Linked DNA regions of Mus musculus: region 1 is linked to region 2. Evidence: chromatin contacts called from public HiChIP or PLAC-seq data. All regions are on one chromosome and are shown on one strand. The core of a region is the stretch at or near the end of the contact, and the rest is flanking DNA. Distances in the headings are between cores, read along the strand shown. Region 1 holds the start of Dnajb12 (DnaJ heat shock protein family (Hsp40) member B12). Region 2 overlaps Mcu (mitochondrial calcium uniporter).

Region 1 (5,248 bases), core at 1,977-4,476, 290 kb after region 2:
ACTCTGTCATTTTCTATGGCAGGAAGAGAGGGAAGGCTTGCAGGGCAGTAATGGAATCTACAGTCCTTAGCACACTGATAACCCCACCCCAGCGAAGTACCGTTTCCACAGACTGAAGCACCTGTGGCCAGCAGAAGAGGGGACTTCTGACACTCGGGAAATGAGAGAATAGAACTCAGGCACTTAGCAGGAGATGGAAGGCAGACATTACAGTCCTAGGTCAACAAATGTCAAGAAGGGCTGTTTGAAAGCTCTCTGTTCCGGATTTAAACATTAACATGTTAGGAACCCACTAATCTACTCAAATGTAGGCCTGTCTTGTGAAAGGGGACACGCGGCCTTGCTCCTCAGAGAACTGAGAAAATAACAGAAGGGAATATTCCTAATGCCTCTGCCTCCACACCTGCTAGGCTGCCTCTCCCAAAAACTATTGTGTCCATGTGTCTGTCCAAGGCCAAGTGTCCCTGTACCCCCAGATCTTACACCTTATGTCAAACTGTTCCCTCTTTTATTTGCATCGTCAAAATTTCTAAGCCAATTAAATATCTTCTATTAGAAAATGTTGGGCTGGTGAGATGGCTCAGTGGGTAAGAGCACCCGACTGCTCTTCCAAAGGTCCAGAGTTCAAATCCCAGCAACCACATGGTGGCTCACAACCATCCGTAACGAGATCTGACTCCCTCTTCTGGAGTGTCTGAAGACAGCTACAGTGTACTTACATATAATCAATAAATTAAAAAATCTTTTAAAAAAAATGTTATAGTGAACTGAAGAGATGGATCAGCGGTTAAGAGCACTGGCTATTCTTCCAGAGGACCCAGATTCAATTCCCAGTACCCACATGACAACTCACAACTGCCCATAACTGCTGTTCCAGGGGACCAGGACACTCGCATTCAGACATGCATGCAGGCAAAACACCAATGTCCATAAAATAAAAATAAATAAAATTTTTAAGATAGAGAAAAAGAGAAGACATGGTCTACATGCTCTTTAAAAGAAGAAAACGCTACAGAACACCCCGTGTTAAGAGCACACAGAGCCCCTTGGGAACACACTTGAAACAATTGCATCAAAGATAGAGAAAAAGAGAAGACATGGTCTACATGCTCTTTAAAAGAAGAAAACGCTACAGAACACCCCGTGTTAAGAGCACACAGAGCCCCTTGGGAACACACTTGAAACAATTGCATCACAGTGAACGCAGCGGCTCACACCGCCAGCATCTCTCCGTGCTTATATTGCTTGGCCTCGACATAAAATTTCATCATGTGAAACCTTCCTCCATTAGAAACATCCACTTCACTTGGCCCCTAAGTGACTCATATTTCTTCCTTCACACCACACTTCAGTGTACTCTCCTCTCCTCAAGCCCCTCTCCCTCCGACCCTCTGAGTAATGGAGGGCTCTGTAATCCAGCTCCCCTCTGCTCCGCACTTACATCTTGGTGTATCTAATCCCATGGTTTGCTTTAAAAGCATTCGTGACTGGTAAGACGGCTCAGCAGTTAAGAGCACTAGCTGCTCTTCCAGAGTTCAATATCCAGCAACTACACGGTGGTTCACGACCATCTATGAAGGGATCTAATGCCCTCTTCTGACATGCAGGTGTACATGCAGAGAGGGCATTCGTACATTTAAAAAAATTCACATCCGTTGATAATTTTCAAAATTAGGATTCTGCTCAAGCTTCTTGTTCTGTTATTTTTGTCTTGGTGGAAAGGGGCATTGCTGGGGAATTAAAGCCAGGGTTTTACACCTTCTAAGCATGGTCTCCACCGTCAGCCCTCCCTCCGTCTTCCCTACACCGTATGGTTGCACAATCCCGATTGCCATTCCCATCGCCAATACATCCTCCCTATATCAAACATCTAATATTCAAACTTCTCAGAGGGAGTTCCGACCCAGCTAAGTCTCCATGGCAGTTCTCCCAACACTCACCCCTCCTCTTCCCCTGCCCACCTCCTTTCCAACCCTGCTCCATCCCTCCCTCTACCCCTGTGACTATTTCATTTCCTCTTCTCAGTGAGATTCAAACATCCTTTCCTGGGCTCTTTTTGTTACTTAGCTTCTTTGGGTCTGTGGATTGTAGAATGGTTATCCTGTACTCTATCTATGGCTATAATCTACTTATAAGTGAGATACCATGTTTGTTTTTCTGAGTGTGGATTATCTCACTCGGATGATCTTTTCTAGTTGTGTGTGTGTGTGTGTGTGTGTTTATATGTTTTATATGTTTATGTTATATATTTATGCTTTATATATATGTATATGTGTGTGTATCTGCAACTCGATGAATATATATTCACCGAGTCTCACTTGATTATAACAGCTGCTCTTTAACTTTTGTTTGTGTCTGTTTCTCGAGACAGAGTTTCTCTTTGTACCTTTGGCTGTCCTGGAACTCACTTTGTAGACCAGGTTGGCCTTGAACTCAGAGTCCTTCTGCTTCCCAAGGGCTGGGATTGAAGGCTTACACCACCATCGCATTGCACCCTTTAACATTCATTTGGTTTATTGTAGTTTCTTGTGAAAGACCATAGTGCAAGGGCTAAGAAATAGCCAGGAGATTTAGCCTAGTGGAAGTCATTGGCAACCTTCACTAAGTTGCTGTCACTTAAGTGGGAGGTAGGCTGAGCTGCATCCTGACTGGTGTGACTCTGTAGTGACTCCTGTAAACTCCTCCTTAATCCCCGCAATAACTCACAACGAAAATCCTTATGCGGAGCCTTTCCATCTGTTATTTCCTCCAGTCGAACCACCCTTCCTCCAATCACATGTTCCTGTTTCTTTAGAGTTCAGAGCCTGTAAAATGAGTTTCTGATATATTAAGCTATCTTAAATGGTAGCCCTCCCTTCCATCCCTCTACTTTTCGATATTTGCCTTGACTGTGTCACTATCTGAATGTTTCCGTTTACTTGACTTCTCCCCACCCACGAAAGCTCTGTGAGGACACGGTTTTGTTTTGATACCACTGCCACATCAGACAGCAGCGTCTGACAATCGGTAAACATCTGTACGATTCACAGATAGTCGGACTGGAACGCAGAGGCTACCACCCGAACGTGCGCGCACACTCAACTTCAGCATTTGCGCTCTAGAGCGCCCGCGCGTTCTAGCGCCTCCGAACCGAACGCCCCTTTCTTAGGAGACATACGGTAGGGCTTCCGCCCGGGTTCAACCCTCACTCAAATCCCGGGAAGGAGGGGCGGAGGGTTATGTCATCCTTCCGCGCCGGCCTGCCCCGCGACGCGCCGGCGGCTGGCGCAGCCCTTCGCTCGCCCGGCCTCCCCCTCCCTGGTTCCGTGCTCGGGTTCCGCCATGGAATCCAACAAGGATGAAGCCGAGCGCTGTATCAGCATCGCCCTCAAGGCCATCCAAAGCAACCAGCCCGAGCGGGCGCTGCGCTTCCTGGAGAAGGCGCAGCGGCTCTACCCGACGCCACGAGTCAGCGGTGAGTGGGAGGCGCCGCAGGGACCGAAGGGGGCATTAGCACGGATCGGGGGACCACGGGAACGGACCGACGGGAGCAGTTGGCGGAGGGGGGAGGGGTGGCGAGGCGCGGCTACGCCTGCGCACTGGCGCGCGCGGGTGCTGCTGGGATTCGTAGTCCAGCGGTGCCGCGGTCTCTAGGATGCTGGCCCCCTGGAGACCCCCGAGGGCCCGGCTCCCAACCCCTTCCCAGTGCTTGTGGAGGCCTCTGGAATGTGAGGTTTCTGGGAAGGAGACGCGCTGGGAGACCCGGTGAAGAGGACTCTTGTGGACGCGAAAGCGAACTACTTCTCCCAGAGGGCTGTTCGGTGGCTCAGGGCCACTGGCCGGCCTGGGAAATATTATAGTTCAGGAAAATAAACATAACTATTCTAAGGGAGAATGGGTTCTAGAGAGGGAAGGAATTCATTCGCTCCAATCAGAGAACCCTTAGCGAAATAAGACATTCCAACTCGCAGTCCTTCCTGCAGTCTCTTGAAAGCGGTGTTTCGGAGTGGATGGATTGTTGAAGATCCCAGTGTCAGCCACCCTATCCCACCTTCTTCCTCAGCAAGCCCGGGTGGCGGGTCTTATGGACTGCTACGGCTGCTGAGCTCCAGGTAGCTAATAGCCTAGGTCTGAGACCTCCCAACCCAGGGAGGGAATAGTGATCTTGTCTTCGCTACCCAATCGTCTCACTTTACCTGGTAACCTCCCCCTCATTTTTGCGTTTGTAACCGAAGTGACCAAAGAAAATTTTAATACCAGCTGGGAAGGAGAAAGACACAGGATTTGTTTCTGTGGAGTTAGTAAACTCTCTGACATGTAGCAGACTTTCAGAATTAAGAGACCCACATCTCATCGTGAGCTTGGGTTTCCCCATCTGGAAGTTCAGGAAGTTGGAACAGATAATGTATATAAACAAGAATACCCATAGTGCTTTTCTGTGTAGAAAGTTCTTTCTCGTGTGTTTTGCCACCTGATCCTGTAAAGTCAGGAAGACAGAACACCACCCTTCTATCTTCTCAAGATGAGGAACTAACTCATCGATAAGCGTCTTAGGATGTGACACAGCTAGAAAGTGGAAAACCCTGAGATTCCATACGTGTTTATTAAAATGAAATGAAGACGCAGCAGCCAGCCTCTCACCTTCCCTGCCCAGGTTTGGAGTGCTGACCTTAGAGGCAGCTGCGTTCCTGAACTTTCCTCCCTCCTGACTCTGCAGGTTGATCTTTGGTCTCTTTGCCTCTGCTAGGAGAGAGTTTCGATCTGCTCTGGTAACTGCTTCCCTATGGGATAATTCCCTTTTTATAAGTGGATAGCACCAGGCGGGGTGCAGACTGTCAGAATTCTGATTACTGCTGGTAGCCCAGGAGCAGTTAAGAAAGCTGATGAAATAGAGCTTTAGGGCATGGCAGAGGCCACCTGTGCTAGTTCAGGAATCTAGATAGGATGTCATTGCAGGGCTTGCTCTGTGTGTGTGTGTGTGTGTATTCATGTGTTCATGCTCATGAGCGGATAACTTGGTGGAGTCGGCTGTGTCTATCAAACTCAGGTAGTCAGTCTTGGCAGTAAGTACCTTCGCTGTCTGAGTCATCTCAGAGGCCCACGATTTGGATATTTGTTATATCTCTGATGGATAAAACAAATACCGGGCTGGTGAGATGGCTCAGCGGGTAAGAGCACACTGACTGCTCTTCCAGAGGTCCTGAGTTCAAACCCCAGCAACCACATGGTAGCTCACAACCATCCGTAGTGAGATATGACACCCTCTTCT
Region 2 (5,064 bases), core at 518-3,017:
TACCTGAGCCTGCTGGGTAGGGACCAGGGATGCGGCTACACATTATATGGGAGAGGTTTCCAATCAAGGATCCGCTCACTCAGAACAGCAGTGGTGTGAAGGCTGATTAACGGAGTACAACCTCCCACGCTTGCTTCTGTTAGCTCATCTAAAGCCCACATGTCATTCTGAGGTAGGAGAGTACTAGATAAATCTGGATTGTGCTCCCCTTATAGGGGCCAAGTTTTACAAATGGAAAAGACTTAGCAGGAAGCAGGGTCGACTTTGTTCAGTGTTGAAATTCTGCCTTCCAAAGGCAAATTATGGTTGGCGTAGTAGCTCAGCAATTATAGGCCCTTGTCACCAAGACAAGCCTGACAAGATGGGCCCCATATGGTGGTAGGAGAGAACCAGCTCCCACAGGTGTCTTATGAACTCCACATATACACCAAGGCAGGTATGCACACACACACACACACACACACACACACACACACACACACACACACTCACACTGAATACAAAATGAACTTGTAGGACTGATTTCATTTATAAAAAGACCAAAACGGCAGGGATTTTTTTAATCACTTAACTATATAATGTAATTATTCTTTTGTCCTTGGTGACGATGCTGGGGAATCAAACCACAGCATGATGCCCGGTACGTGATCTGTCTCCGAGGTATATCTCCAGGCTAGGCTCAAACTCTCTCCTTCTGCCTCCACTTCCACAGCGCTGCAACAAAGGCATGTGTCATCACACCCAGGTCATTGTACAAATGGAAAGACTACCAGCTCACCTTTGAGACGGCAGGCTGTACCTACACTGAAGCCATCGGGAGACCTGGCATACTGTAAGCAACTGTAACCACAATCCTCAGGTCTACCAAGATACAAAGAATCAAGAAGTCATTGTCTCAAGGTCCACCAGGATGGGACACTGACATCCCCCTTCATCCCCTTCTCCCATCTCTTCGTTCTCCTGACCAGACACTGTCTTCCTAATATCTCCTGTCTTTGCTAGATCCTCATGCCAGTCTCCTGAACCATGCGCAGATGACACTAGTCACCCCATGGCATCTCAGAGCCCACAGAGTTTCAGTTATACAGGTGTGTCTTTCCTGTATTCACATATACACCAAGGCAGGTATGCACACACACACACACACACACACACACACACACACACACACACACACTCACACTGAATACAAAATGAACTTGTAGGACTGATTTCATTTATAAAATCCCTAGTACACCTCAGAGGAGGGAAGGGGGTAAGAGCAGTGACCTCAGACTTAGTTCAAATAAAGTCTCTCCCAGTTACTTCACCACACACTTCCTCTTCTTACCCATAACCACATCTTCCTTCAACCGGAAGCCCATATAACACCGAGACCGCCCTCGGTTACCCCAAATTGTAGGCAGGGGCTTTTCATTTGTCTCTCAGCAGGAATATGCTTTACCTGTGTCCTCGAAAGGATGGTAAGCCTTCAGTCAGCCCTTCTGTAACTACTCAAATCTAAACTGATCTTCTAATTACTCTTCCAAATTCCCCGTGGTTTTTAACCGCTTAGGACTTTTAAACACTCTTTTTCGGGGGAGGGAGGAATTCTCATCTTCTAAAGCCTGCCTCCCGTGATAGAAATCGAAGGCTGACTTTCCCAGCCTCTCTTTGCAAACAGGGTGGCAGCTCTATGGCCATGTTCTGCCACTCTGGTATTCTGGTTAGGAAGCAGATGCCATCACGGAGGTGGTGCCATGGAATCCACGCTGACCAGAGTGAAACCAGCTCTCCTTCCCAAAGCGAAAGCGGCAGAAGTCCTCGTGGTTCAAGTGGCACTTAGTAATGACAAGGCAGGGCCAACACTTGTTCCCGGTGCGAACGCAGAGCAGTGGGGTCTGCAGTGACTTTAGCCCAGTGGTAGAACGCTGGCGTCGATCCTGACTGATTCTCAGCTCTCTGTGAACTCCAGAGCACACTTTTTAGATCACTTTTTCCTGTTTACTGTAAGCAGGGGGGGCCTGCCGTTTGCAACTACAAACTCTGGTTCACCCCTCGCACCTTTTTCCCACACAGTTCAACGATGAGGTGCTTCCTTATGACTTACTGCATTTGTGGCTGACTGTGAAGCCAGGGATGCTGTGTGCACCGCTCATCTCCATTAACCCAGGACTTAGGACAGTGCTTTACTATGCAGACACATACCCATGACCCAGTTGAAAGAAACTCAACGTCATCAGTGTTATGAGAGTCAAAAGCTAAAAATTAGGACTAACCTGGGCCAGAGAAGTCACACAGGGTTTACAAAGAAGATGACACATCTGCAGGCGATTGAGAAGACAACAGTCTGCAGTCGGGGTGTGGAGAGAGAGAGAGATGCGTGACTTCCGAAGAATGGGAAAGGATGTGGCAAGTGCGGAGAGATGGCTGTTAAGGAAAAGGGCGCTGAGCTCGGAGAGTCTATCATCCGCCATGCATATGAGCTGGATTCTGAATGGCTCTGCACGCTAGGCCTGGAGAAGGCTGGATGCGATGATGCTCTAAGAACACTAATCCTCAATGAGTATTTTCATCTGTTCTTTATTCTAGATGTTATCTTCTGTGCAAAACTACAACAGCTACCCACACATTTTCTACACAGTTCCCTCTCCAAACACTGCCGCTCTATATTTATCTGTTCAAGCTGAGAGACTACAAGAGGAGAAGATCCTTATAATTAATCCTCTTGCAACCAAGCAAATATCCAATTTAAACATAAAAATCCATTACCAAAATGGCCTTTATTCCTCAAACCCTAGCTACAAACTCAATTGTAAAATTTCCCAACGCCATTTATCTTCTAATCTATTAAAATCTTGCACTGGTTCCAAGTATTTAAACTAAGGTCCCCGATGAAATTCTATGCTAAAAATCACACAGTCGTGCTGAAAACAAAATGTGGTCCACTTTATGATAGAATGTTTTAGATAGAATCTTTTAAAAGTACAGCAAATCTGGGCTGGAGGTGGATCTTGATTGGTAAAGACCCTGCCTAACATCCATGAAGCCTTAGGTTCAGTTCCCAAGGTCTACATAAACCAGGTCTGGTGGCTCACCCCCAAAGTATCAAAGTATCAGCACTTGGGAGGTAGAGGCAGGAGGACCAGAACTTCAAGGTCATTCTCAACTGCACAACAAAGTTAAAGCTAGCTGAGGCTACCATGAAATCCTGTGTCAATTCAAACAAACAAACAAAGATTGCAAATCCTATAACTATAGAAAGCCTGCGTAATTATTTTCTGGCCTTATATGAACCAGAAGAGATCCTTAGAAAAACTCTTTAGTGATGTGTGTGTGTGTGTGTGTGTGTGTGTGTGTGTGTGTGTGTGTGTGTCCTAGTTACATCATTAGAAAACATGTGTAAAGAAATGGGCCAAGTGCATACCACAGTGTTCAGAGTGGCAAAGATGGGAAACAAAGTTCTTACGGGATCGGCTTGCTAAGAAACCACACTCTAAGGCTGGTGTAACTCACGGGGGGAATGCCTGCCTGGTGGGAGAGAGGTCCTGGGGTTATCCCCAGCACAGGAGGAGGGAGGAGGAGGGGAAAGCAGCAGTGGCTCATGGAAAAAGCACAAATTTAACTTACATTGATATGCTTTTTTCACATCATAAGTCATAGATCCAAATGTTTGGTAGCACAAGTTGACAAAGATGTAAAGATAGAGTAACCCTCCTAACTCCTATGTTTAGGAACACATCCTAAAATTCACTGTGAGCCAAGATGAACCCACAGGATTATCACCTTAGCAAAGCAATAATCAGCAAAAGACTGGAAATGTATGTGCAACAGAAGGGAATTCACTGATCAAAGTAGGCAATATAGGCTGAGGATTACTTATCTGAAATGCTGGAGAATAAAAATCTGAATTTTTCATGGTTTTGCTTGTGTACAATGAAATGTCTTAAGGATGAGACTCAACTCTAAGCACAAAATTTATTTGTCTCATATGCATTTTATGCTCATAGCCTGAAGGTACATTTATACACTGTATTTTCATTTTTTAAAATGCATGTATGTGGGTAATATTACAAAGACTCAACCAGAGACTTGCTTTTAAAAACCGGCCAATGAAATAAAAACAAAAGTCCACATACAAGGCCGCAGCACGGGATACAGAATCCAGTACAGACAAAAAAGAGAGCACAGACCATCTAAAGAGAGAGCGGGCAAGTACACAAGGTGGAAGGAAGCACAGCTCTTAGCTGGAGACTTGCTTTCAGTGGGATTTTGTTGGTGGGTAGCATACTTCTCAATGATGGTGAAAGGTCAGCCATTTGTCCTCTGGCACATCCAGGTAGATGTTACCCTGGATACCCATGCTGGGATGCTAGCAGGGAGTAGGGCCTTCACCAAACGCACAGCAGAGGAGTGGCCACCAAGGCACTACAGGAATAGCTTAAGCTCTCATCTTCATAAATGAGGCCAGTTGCCTGTTTAATAAGCTTGTCTGATTCATGGTATCAAACACAGGCACGGGGATCTAAGTTCACCCTTTGCTCTCTCTGAGAATGTAGACCTGGAAACTTTTAATAGCCTAGTTGAGGGATGGAGAGCAGAAAAAGGAGAGGGGAAAGTGGGGAGGAGGAGACCCAGCAGCAACTTCTAGAAGATGATACTTTCTGAAGAAAATTGTAACAGAACAGAAAATTAAGCTTTGATAAAGAAAAAACTCTTTTTTTTTTTCAGTGTGCAATAAATAGCTTTGAGGAAAGAAAGAATGCAAATCTTAGTTAAAATGTTGCTGGAGAAAGTAACGGCTCTCCTAAAAGGCAAGCAGACCAGGCTGAGATGTAGCCCGGGCAGAGCATTAGCCTGCAAGCCGGAGGTCCTGAGGCTAAATCCCACACGAGTAAAAATGGGACAGAGAAGGACGGGAGGAGGGGAAGGGCGGGTGAAGAAATTCCGGCAGAGCAAATAACAGTCAGAACATTGACTACCCCTAGCCCAAGCCAGGGGGAAGCTTACCTTCTTAATGAAATAGAAATAGGAGGAAAATGGGGCTGCTGGGAAGGCTCAGTGAGAGAAGAGAAAGTTTGTATC

The links. HiChIP or PLAC-seq counts read pairs in DNA pulled down with a chosen protein or histone mark.
Region 1: an H3K4me3 HiChIP or PLAC-seq map of bone marrow-derived macrophages shows a contact between it and region 2, with 3 times the contacts expected there. The contact joins the promoter of Dnajb12 here to the enhancer-like site in region 2. A contact is called at or near these places in 10 of 39 promoter capture datasets (the 3T3-L1 cell line, the HPC-7 cell line, embryonic stem cells and 6 more), 6 of 484 Hi-C or Micro-C datasets (the AML12 cell line, B cells, astrocytes and 3 more), 4 of 115 datasets of contacts at active chromatin or transcription factors (bone marrow-derived macrophages, embryonic stem cells and fetal liver) and 3 of 9 other capture datasets (adipose tissue, liver and pancreatic islet).

Annotation. Positions count from the first base shown.
Region 1 is chr10:59,876,357-59,881,604 of GRCm38.p6, forward strand. It overlaps Dnajb12 (DnaJ heat shock protein family (Hsp40) member B12), which reads left to right and starts at 3,227. Exons shown (of 9, transcript NM_019965.3): 1 at 3,227-3,454. The coding sequence starts at 3,322.
Region 2 is chr10:59,588,269-59,593,332 of GRCm38.p6, forward strand. The region is part of intron 1 of Mcu (mitochondrial calcium uniporter); the gene reads right to left. Among named protein-coding and RNA genes, the nearest start is that of Gm40671, 15 kb to the left of the region's middle. Within about 2 kb of position 1,768, at least 130 of the 459 cell types and tissues checked have an H3K27ac peak or open chromatin away from gene starts, as enhancers often do. A contact at or near this core is called in B cells, the HPC-7 cell line, adipose tissue and 3 more, where this site is marked.